Regions from separate parts of the Macaca mulatta genome. Here region 1 is linked to region 2. Evidence: chromatin contacts called from public Hi-C data. All regions are on one chromosome and are shown on one strand. The core of a region is the stretch at or near the end of the contact, and the rest is flanking DNA. Distances in the headings are between cores, read along the strand shown.

The links. A called contact is a pair of places that touch in the nucleus more often than the background predicts.
Region 1: a contact with region 2 is called in a Hi-C map of fibroblasts, with 2.2 times the contacts expected there. The contact joins two enhancer-like sites. A contact is called at or near these places in 2 of 14 Hi-C or Micro-C datasets (fetal cortex germinal zone and fibroblasts).

What each region holds. Positions count from the first base shown.
Region 1 is chr11:101,430,183-101,434,733 of T2T-MMU8v2.0, forward strand. No RefSeq gene overlaps it. Among named protein-coding and RNA genes, the nearest start is that of PLXNC1, 45 kb to the right of the region's middle. Within about 2 kb of position 2,164, at least 12 of the 40 cell types and tissues checked have an H3K27ac peak or open chromatin away from gene starts, as enhancers often do.
Region 2 is chr11:101,226,444-101,230,593 of T2T-MMU8v2.0, forward strand. No RefSeq gene overlaps it. Among named protein-coding and RNA genes, the nearest start is that of CRADD, 230 kb to the left of the region's middle. Within about 2 kb of position 2,723, at least 16 of the 40 cell types and tissues checked have an H3K27ac peak or open chromatin away from gene starts, as enhancers often do.

The sequences.
Region 1 (4,551 bases), core at 914-3,413, 200 kb after region 2:
GATCATGCACTGCACTCTAGCCTAGATGACAGAATGGACCTTGTCTCTTAAAAGAAAAGGACATAATCAGGAACATGAGAGAGGGAGTGAGTATGAGGCTATGTAGGTGGCAGAGCCACTGCCCACCAGGGCTTGAGGGAAGGGTGCTCTGAGGAGGTGGTAGATACTTGAACTGAGGCCTAAGGCGGAGATGAACAAGCCATAGAAGGAGCTGCAGATAGGGCCTTCCAGCCAGAGGACATTGTGCATGCATAGGCATAGCTTTAGGAAGAGCTTGGTGTGTGCAAGTTGCAGAAAGAAGGCAGGCGCTACAGCCAGAGTACGATGAGCAAGGAGCAGGTGGTGGAGGCAGGCAGGGCAGTGGGGGTTGTGGGAGGGCTTCTGGCCAGTTATGGAAAGCCACAGGAAGATGAGAAGCAGGATAACGATCTGAATAACATATTTCAAAGAGTACGCAGGCTGCAGCTGCGGGGTGGAGAATGGATTGTGTGAGTCTCCTCTTTCTCCCGTCTTTCCTTTGGGAATATCACAGGAAGGGCAGCAAAGTGCTCACCCTCACCTTTCCCTTACTCAGTGGGACTCCGGACTCTCATGATAGAGATAAACTTTCATTTTCTGTCTTGTTTAGGCCACTGTTAGACTGAACATCTTTTATCCTTTGACCTAATTAGCAATGTCTGATCCTAGTTAATAAAGCTCTCACTTTTAGCTGCTCATAAAATCTCAAACTCTGGGAACCACTAGTTCGTGCCCTCCTTGGCCTTTGGCATATTCTATTCCTCCTTTTGTCTCTAATGTTTTGCTTGCATCCTTGGCACCGAACACCCACCCGATACCTAGGAGGTGTTCCATAAACACTGAAGAGGAGGAGGAGGATGCAGCGCCCAGAGGTGTCTTGTTGTCTTCAGACCTTATTAGTCATCAGGCCTCAGAAGAAATCTGTAATGTGGATTTCATCATGCAAAATGGCTCACGCCTTGCCGAGTGGCACTCAGCCCAGGAGTGTGAGCGGGGAGAGGAGATTTCAGCCAGACCCTGACTCTTGTTACTTTACCTGGGGATGTGCAGCCTTGAATGCACTGACTCACCATCCGCTTCTGGGAGGCTATGATTTTTATCAGTTTGCAGCAGCAGGAAGTGAGAAGAGAGCTTCTGGGAGGAAAAGGATGCCTGAGATTGAGCTGAGCACTTCAGCTGGTTCCCTGTCGCAGCCTCTGCCAGAAGTCTGTGTTTCCTGTGTAGCGTTTATCTTAGGGATGACCAATTAACGTGTTTATTCAATATATCTTCCCTTATTAGACCATCAGCTCCACCCAAACCAGGAACCAACTCTGCCTTTTTCACCCTGGTACCTGGCACACAGAAGGTACTCAGTAAAATATCAGTTGAGAAATAAATGAATGAATCAATCTTTTCATGAAGAGGAAAGAAATAAATAGAATCAGTTAAGCTTGACACAGGAAAACCTCTTTGTTTGTTTGTTTTTTGAGACAGAGTCTGGTTCTGTGGCCCAGGCTGGAGTGCAGTGGCACGATCTTGGCTCACTGCAAGTTCTGCTTCCCAGGTTCAAGCGATTCTCTTGTTTAGGCCTCCGAGTAGCTGGGATTACAGGCGCGAGCCACCACGCCCAGCTAATTTTTGTATTTTTAGTAGAGACCGGTTTTCACCGTGTTGGCCAAGCTGGTCTCGAATTCCTGACCTCAAGTGATCCGCCGGCCTCAGCCTCCCAAAGTGTTGGGATTACAGGCGTGAGCCACCGCGCCTGCCCCCCTTTGCAAGCTTTAAAGGAAATTATTTGTCTAATAGATAGGATTATTCACTTTGTGGGTGAGCCCTGGCGAGAACCTCCGTCCTAAGTCAACTTCCTTAGCGGGATTCTCACCCTGCCAGGTAAGCTCTCTCTGTTACCAGGAGCTCCACAAAATGCAAATAAGTTTCAAAATTCACTTAGGAAAATAAAAATGAGCAGTAAGTCAGTTAGGAGCAAAACGAACGAGACATTCAAAGGCTGTGCCCGGGATCAGACAGAAGTAGCTTTGTAATTCTCCCAGTGTAGGGCTGCAGGCACCTGGCGCTGGAGGCCTGGCCGGGACAAGGCAGGGCTCGGGGCGCGGCTGGAGGGGCGCGCCCGGACGGGCGCTGGCGCGGGGGAAGGGCGCCCTCTGCCGGGGGCGAGGAAGATCAGTCCGCACGCGCGGTGCGTTGGTCCTGCAGCCTGTTCGAACCTCGCGCGTGGACATCCACTTCTTCCAGGGGGAAAGTAGGCGGATGGGGGCAGAAAAACCAAACTCCCTCCAAGACAGTGCTTTGCATAAGCATTTTGCGACCCCCTCCCTTCAGCCCCGAACCTCCCCGTGGCACAAGGAAAAGGACTGTGGTTAATTGCAGATGCTGTCAGGAAGCCAGGTGCGTCCCCACTCCCCAGCCCTAAAATCCAAAGAAAGAAGAGATTGTTTGAGACGATCTGAAGAAAGGTCAGGTCCTAACAGATCAACGGGACCTTCTTTTTCACCTTCCTCGCCTTGGGTTCTGGAGCACGGGCGCTGGATCAGCTGAATGCGGCCTGGGCATCTGGAAGTGGGCTTGAGGGACACCTCGCGGTGCAGCCCCCGGGACGACCCAGGACACTCTGGACACCCAGGCCGAGAGCCAGGACCCGCCCGCGCCTCCTCACTGCTGCTCGAGGGTAGGGAGGAGCGTGCGGACCCCGTGGGGGCTGAAGCGGGGCTCTGCTCCCCGCCCTGCGCAAGCCCCCGGCTCTGGTTGCTGGTCCACAAAATCCGGAGGCTGAATTAGACGGTCGGGTGGCCCCCAGCCTTATAGCTTCGATTTCTGTGGTCCTATTTTAGACCCAGACTTGTTCCCGAAGGGAAGTGAAGAGCCGCGGAAGGCTTGGAGCGTGAACCAGAAAACAATGGGTGGGGACGGTCTAACCAGCTCCCTTCCCTAGAAGGGCGGAAACGGCTTTCGAAGCACCCGCGTTTCTCTTTATTGAATCTTGAGTGACACCTAGTGGCCCATCCGCCTCACCGTCACGGCGATGCTGGTTTCACTGGACTTTTCAGAAGGTGTAACTTGCCTGCCCATGGTTCTCTGCTAAAAGAATTTGGAGCCTAGGGTGCCGATGGCGTTTCCTGGGACCTCCCGGAAGCACTTGCTGTCCCCTGTCAACAGCCCTGCACCTGCGATGCATGCAATTCTAATGAAAATGCCCTTCGCGTCTGCAGAGCTTGCTTGAGCACATCCTGAGCTCTCAGGCAGCAAATATAGAGTCGGGTGCTATTCCGGGAGCTGGGCACGCAAAGATGACCAAGGCTTGGTTTCTGATCTCAAGAATCTCACAGCCCAGCTGGGGGAAAATGGACCAATAAAAGAGTGTGCATTGGATGCTATGGGGCACAGGGGGTGGACCTAGCTCGGCCTAGAGTCATTAAGAAAGACAATCACCCTTGAGCTGAGTTTTGAAGATTAGGCAGAATTCTAAGATGACCCCTGAAGATTCTCAGCCCATCCCCCTCGCAGGGTACACACACCTTTGCCCAGTTATTCAATCAAACAATTTAGGGGCTCTGTGAAGAGAATTTGCAGATGGAATTAAAGTTCCCAAATTAATTGATCTTGAGATCTGGAAATGATCCGGGGTGGGTCTAACCTAGCCAGGTGAACCTTTGAAAGGGACTGGATTGTCCTGGCAGAAGAGATTTGACAAGTGGCAAGAACTCATCATTGTCAAGATTTTCTTTGCTGGCTTTAGAGATGAAAGGGGCCACGTGACAAGGAATGCAGGCCGATGCCAAACCCCTGCCTGACAGCCAGCAGAGAAACTGGACTTCAGTCCTACCACTGCAAGAGCACTGAACTCTGACAACAAGCAGGGAGTTTGGAAGGGACCCCCAAGCTGTATGAGACCTAGTCCCAGCTGACACCTTGATTTTATCTCTGTAGGACCCTGAATAGAGGACCCAGTCATGCTGCAGTCAGGCTTCTGACCTCCAGAACTATGAGCTAATAAGTGGGTGTCTTAAGCTGCTATATTTGCAATTTGTTATGAAGTCACAGGAAACTGATACAGATGGTCATTTCAAAGAGGGGAACCACATGACAAATGCTCAGAGCCATAAAGAAGCAGAGAACTAAAGTCATTCAGAGAACTAAAGACATTCGGCATAGCTGGACCATGGGGAGCAAAGGAGATGGTAAGATATACTCATGAGAACTTGGCTTTGGGTCAGAGAGAATGTGCCCTTGGGCTAGTTAACTTAGCTCTCTGTGCCTCAGTTTTCCCAAAGGTAAAATGGAATCATAATCATAGTGAAAACATAGAGTTATTATGTTAGTGGCCCACAGGCATATAGAGAGTTCAACACAGCCTTGGGATATAGTAAGTGTTTCAAAAATGTTAGGTAGTAATAGCTTTAGTAATTAATCATGTAGTTAATGGACTGGAATAAGGAGAGGGCAAGTGATGTGGTTTTTAGAGAGCAGTCTGGGGACCATCTGCACTGGATGATTCCAGTGGTGAGCTTATTAAAAACCCACATGCCTGGACTG
Region 2 (4,150 bases), core at 1,473-3,972:
AACTGGATCTTGATTTTAAATTTTAATATTTTGATATTTTGTTCATCCTGGATTTTTGATAACAATTTTCACTTAAAAATATTGCATTAAAATATTATTTATTTGATTATTGCGTTTATTTGGTGCCCTTAAATTTTGCACCCCAGGCAGTGCCCCCACTGACCTCACCCCAATCCCAGCCCTGCCCCTGTCTGTACGGGTGTAAGAATTACATTGTGATTGCAACTGTGATGTAAGCACTTGAGAGTGTTTTACAACAGTGCCAAGTCTGCCTGCCTTTTCTGACCCTTCTTTGTTCCTCTGTTTGGTTCAGAGAGTCACTCCCCTAATCTCCCTTCAAGGAACCCTGTCTGACTGGAATGATCTAGTAGGAGTGGGTGGGCACCTTGGGTGCCGGGACAGTAATGCCTGGCCTTTCTTCCATGGGGCCCTTGCTGTTAGCTGGTGGGCGCGCTCAGTGCTTTGGGCAAGTGAACATAATGAAGCCTTTTTCTGGAAGGGATCATTTGGGAATAAACTTTCATGGATACCTTCTTGCTCACACCATCCGCTCCCCCGTGCTCCCCCTCCAGCCCTGTTGGCCACTAGGGAAACAGAAGGAACAGCTTGATCAAGGTTTTTCCTAGAAAAGCCTTTTGATGGGCCCATTATGGAAAACGAAGCTGTTTTTGTTTTCTTTGATTAATCACAGTGTCCTGTTTCCCAAAGCAAATGTGGCCTTGGCTCATCCAAAAGAACACAGCCTGTGCTGTAAAGAAGGGCTGCAGCCGCCTGGTGCTTGACAAGGTCCCCAAGACGGGAGGGGACACATGTAGCCCTGTCCTCCAGGACTCGGCTCTTCCTTTTTCACCTTCCAAGGAGCTCAGGTTATCAATTTCCTTTGTGTTTTTCTGCCAGTGTGAACAGGAGAAATATTAGCCTTTAGAGATTTCTTTACAGTTCCTTGAAAGCTGGAGGGGTGAAATCAGCCAGAGAATTATATAACAGCAAAGCTCATTTAAAGCAACAGTGTCTTTCTATAGGGCTGTGGTGATTCCTTACCAGTTTTTGTTACTAACTATAAGGAAAAGGAGGCTAATTTTGTGTATAAAGTAGAGGGGCATTCCCTTCCCTCATTACTTTCTGTTTGTTCATTGGACGGACACAATTCCTAGGGTGTTGATTTAAAAAACAAAACAAAACAATCTGAAGCCTCTTTCAAGGAAGACTAGGGGAAATCATGTACATTAACCTCAGGCAGACACAGCCTACTTATTCTTGTTAGAAATCAGAAGAAAAAAAATAAAGAGAAAAGCTTTCTAAAGCATTTGTTTATTTTAATTTAAGAGCCATGGAGAATTTTATAAATACTCGGCTAAATTCTTCAAAGGGAGCCATGTTCTTTAAATTTAAGCACTAGGCTGGGCGCAGTGGCTCACACTGTAATCCCAGCACTTTGGGAGGCTGAGATGGGCCGATCACCTGAGGTCACGAGTTAAAGACCAGCCTGGCCAACAAGATGAAACTCCGTCTTTACTAAAAATACAAAACTTAGCCAGGCGCCGTGGCACGTGCCTGTAATCTGAGCTACTCTGGAGGCTGAAGCAGGAGAATCGCTTGAACCTGGGAGGCAGAGGTAGCAGTGAACTGCACCACTGCACTCCAGCCTGGGTGACAGAGTAAGACTCCATCTCAAAAAAGAAAAAAAAAAAAATTAAGCACTACATCACCTATTCCTACATTGTTTGACCTAGAGCTTAACTGCCTCTCAAAGTGCATCACACACATTAGCTCAGCTGATCTCCATACTCCCTTGATTTGACCTTCTCTTTCTACCCATTTTAGAGATGAGGAAACTGAGGCCAAAGGATTCTGTTACTTGCCTGGCTTCACAACTCACCTGGAGATTCTGAGCTGGCATCTTCCTCTCTCTGCCATCACTCTAGACCCTATCCTCTTTCCTCTACACCAGCGGTTCTCAACCAAGGGCGATTTTGCCTTCCAGGGAACATTTGACAATGTCTGGAGGCGTTTTTTGGTTATCACAATTCTGTGTATGTGTGTGGGAGAGCGGGGGGCAGGGGATAATGGTGACATCTAGTGAGTAGATACTAGAGATGCTGCTAAACCTACAATGCTCAGATGGCCCCTAACAAAGAAGTATGTTGTCCAAAATGCCAATAGTGCAGAGGTTGAGAAGCCCTGGTCTGTACAGAGCTCAGCAGTCCAGGGCAATTGCCACCTCTGGGAGTTGCCAAGAGCTCCTCTGCCCAGCAACAGGCTTGGCCTGTCTCCTGTGGCTGCCACAAGAGTTAAAGCCACTGTCTAGAATGCCCTTTGGCAGTGGCCAAGTGTCCCCTGCGGAGCTGACTGCGGGACATGCGGTGCATCAGCCAGAGCTGATGTGTTTTATAATTTATAGTCACAGGGCGCCTGTCTTCATTTAGCAGCAGGCCTGCTGGCAGCCTCCCTGTCAGGGAGGAAGCAAGTTCCACAGAGGCCCACAGCCCCTGCCAGCTGACAGCCCGTGGTATTTGGGGACGGCTGTTGCTCAGAGACACCTGGGAATAGGCCGGGGCCGTGATGGCGCTGAGCACTCGGTCTCCCCTTCAGACCCATCCGTCAGCAGCGATCCCTGCCAGAAGATGGCCTATTGAACATTTCCAGAAATAGCACAGCCAAGCCTGTCAACTGCTTTCTTGGAAATACACTCAATAAGGATGGCAGTCCTCCAGCAGGGAGAGCAGAAAGCCTGGCCTGGATCAGGCTGCTGAGAAACGGCAATGCCTGGCTACCGGCCATGTCAGTGCCTTGGGAAAGGGAGCAGTTCTCATGGGACTTCCCAAGCCCTGCAGCCTCTGAAGTCACTTCAGAATGTTCTCAGTATGGAGGGAGAGAGTCATACCTTGCAGAAGGCCTTAGGCCCTGCCAACTTCATCTAACTCAGTGACCTGCACATCTTGCTGTTTGTTCAGACACCACGCAGACAGGAAGGCAATGCAGGCTTGGAGGCAAGGTATTAACTGTCAGCAGAGAGAGAACTTTGCATCATCTGGGGAACATTTATTTGCAGTCCCTCCTCTTGTGAGCTTCACTCCCAAATAGAACCAAAGGAGCATCAGAAGAGGGAGTATTTTCTTCCCTATCCTTCGCTCATTCCGAGGATATAGGAAATACAAGGCAAAGATGTCATATTGAAAGAAAAGCTTGTAATTTATACTCCTCCCCTCCCCACTTCCTGCAGAATTAACTTTCCCTTAACTTCCCTCACAGGAGCCTGACATTGCTGTTGGAATTCAGCCACCCTGAGAGCCTCTGCACCCCGAGCTTTCTCCAATTTCTGGGATGGTACAGTGATGGCAGGGCTTAAGAGTGCCCTAAGAAGGCCAGCTGCCTTCAAAAACAAGCTCCTTGAAGATGTAGGTGTCACATAAAAGCGAAAAACAAAAACTCGCTGCAATTTGGGGTGTTCAGGAAATGTTGATTAATCACATTTTTTAAATTATAAGAGACTGCTGGATGTGGTTGCTTACTTCTGTAATCCCAGCACTTTAGGAGGCCAAAGTGAGAGGATTGCTTAAGCCCAGAAGTTCAAGACCAGCCTGGGCAACATGGCGAAACCTCACCTCTACAAAAATATCTAAAAATTAGCCAGGTGTGGTGGTGTACACCTATAGTCCCAGCTACTTGGGAGGCTGAGGTGGGAAGATTCCTTGAGCCCAGGAGACTGAGGCTGTAGTGAGCCATGATAGTGCCACCACACTCTAGCCTGGGTTTACAGCAAGACCCTCTCTCAAAAAAAAGTATAAGACAGTTACCAAGTTTATTATAGGGAATTCATGGGACCTGGTTTTCTTCCCAAGAGCCACCTCAGGACAAACGTAATTTGAAACTCACACTGAGCTATAGGTGGAGGCAGGGCTGTGAGAATACAATACAGGATGTCCAGTTAAATTTAAATTTCAGGTAAGCAACATTTTTTTTTTGTATAAGTATGTTCCAACTATTATTTATCTGAAATTCAGATTTAATGGGCATCAGGTGTTTTGTTCAATCTGTTCACTCCAGTTGGGGTATAAATTGATCTAGTTGTTAAATTGCTAAAAGGGAACACTGACATATATTCAATACATATGAAAGACCATACCAGTTAAGAGAAGAATAAGGAGAT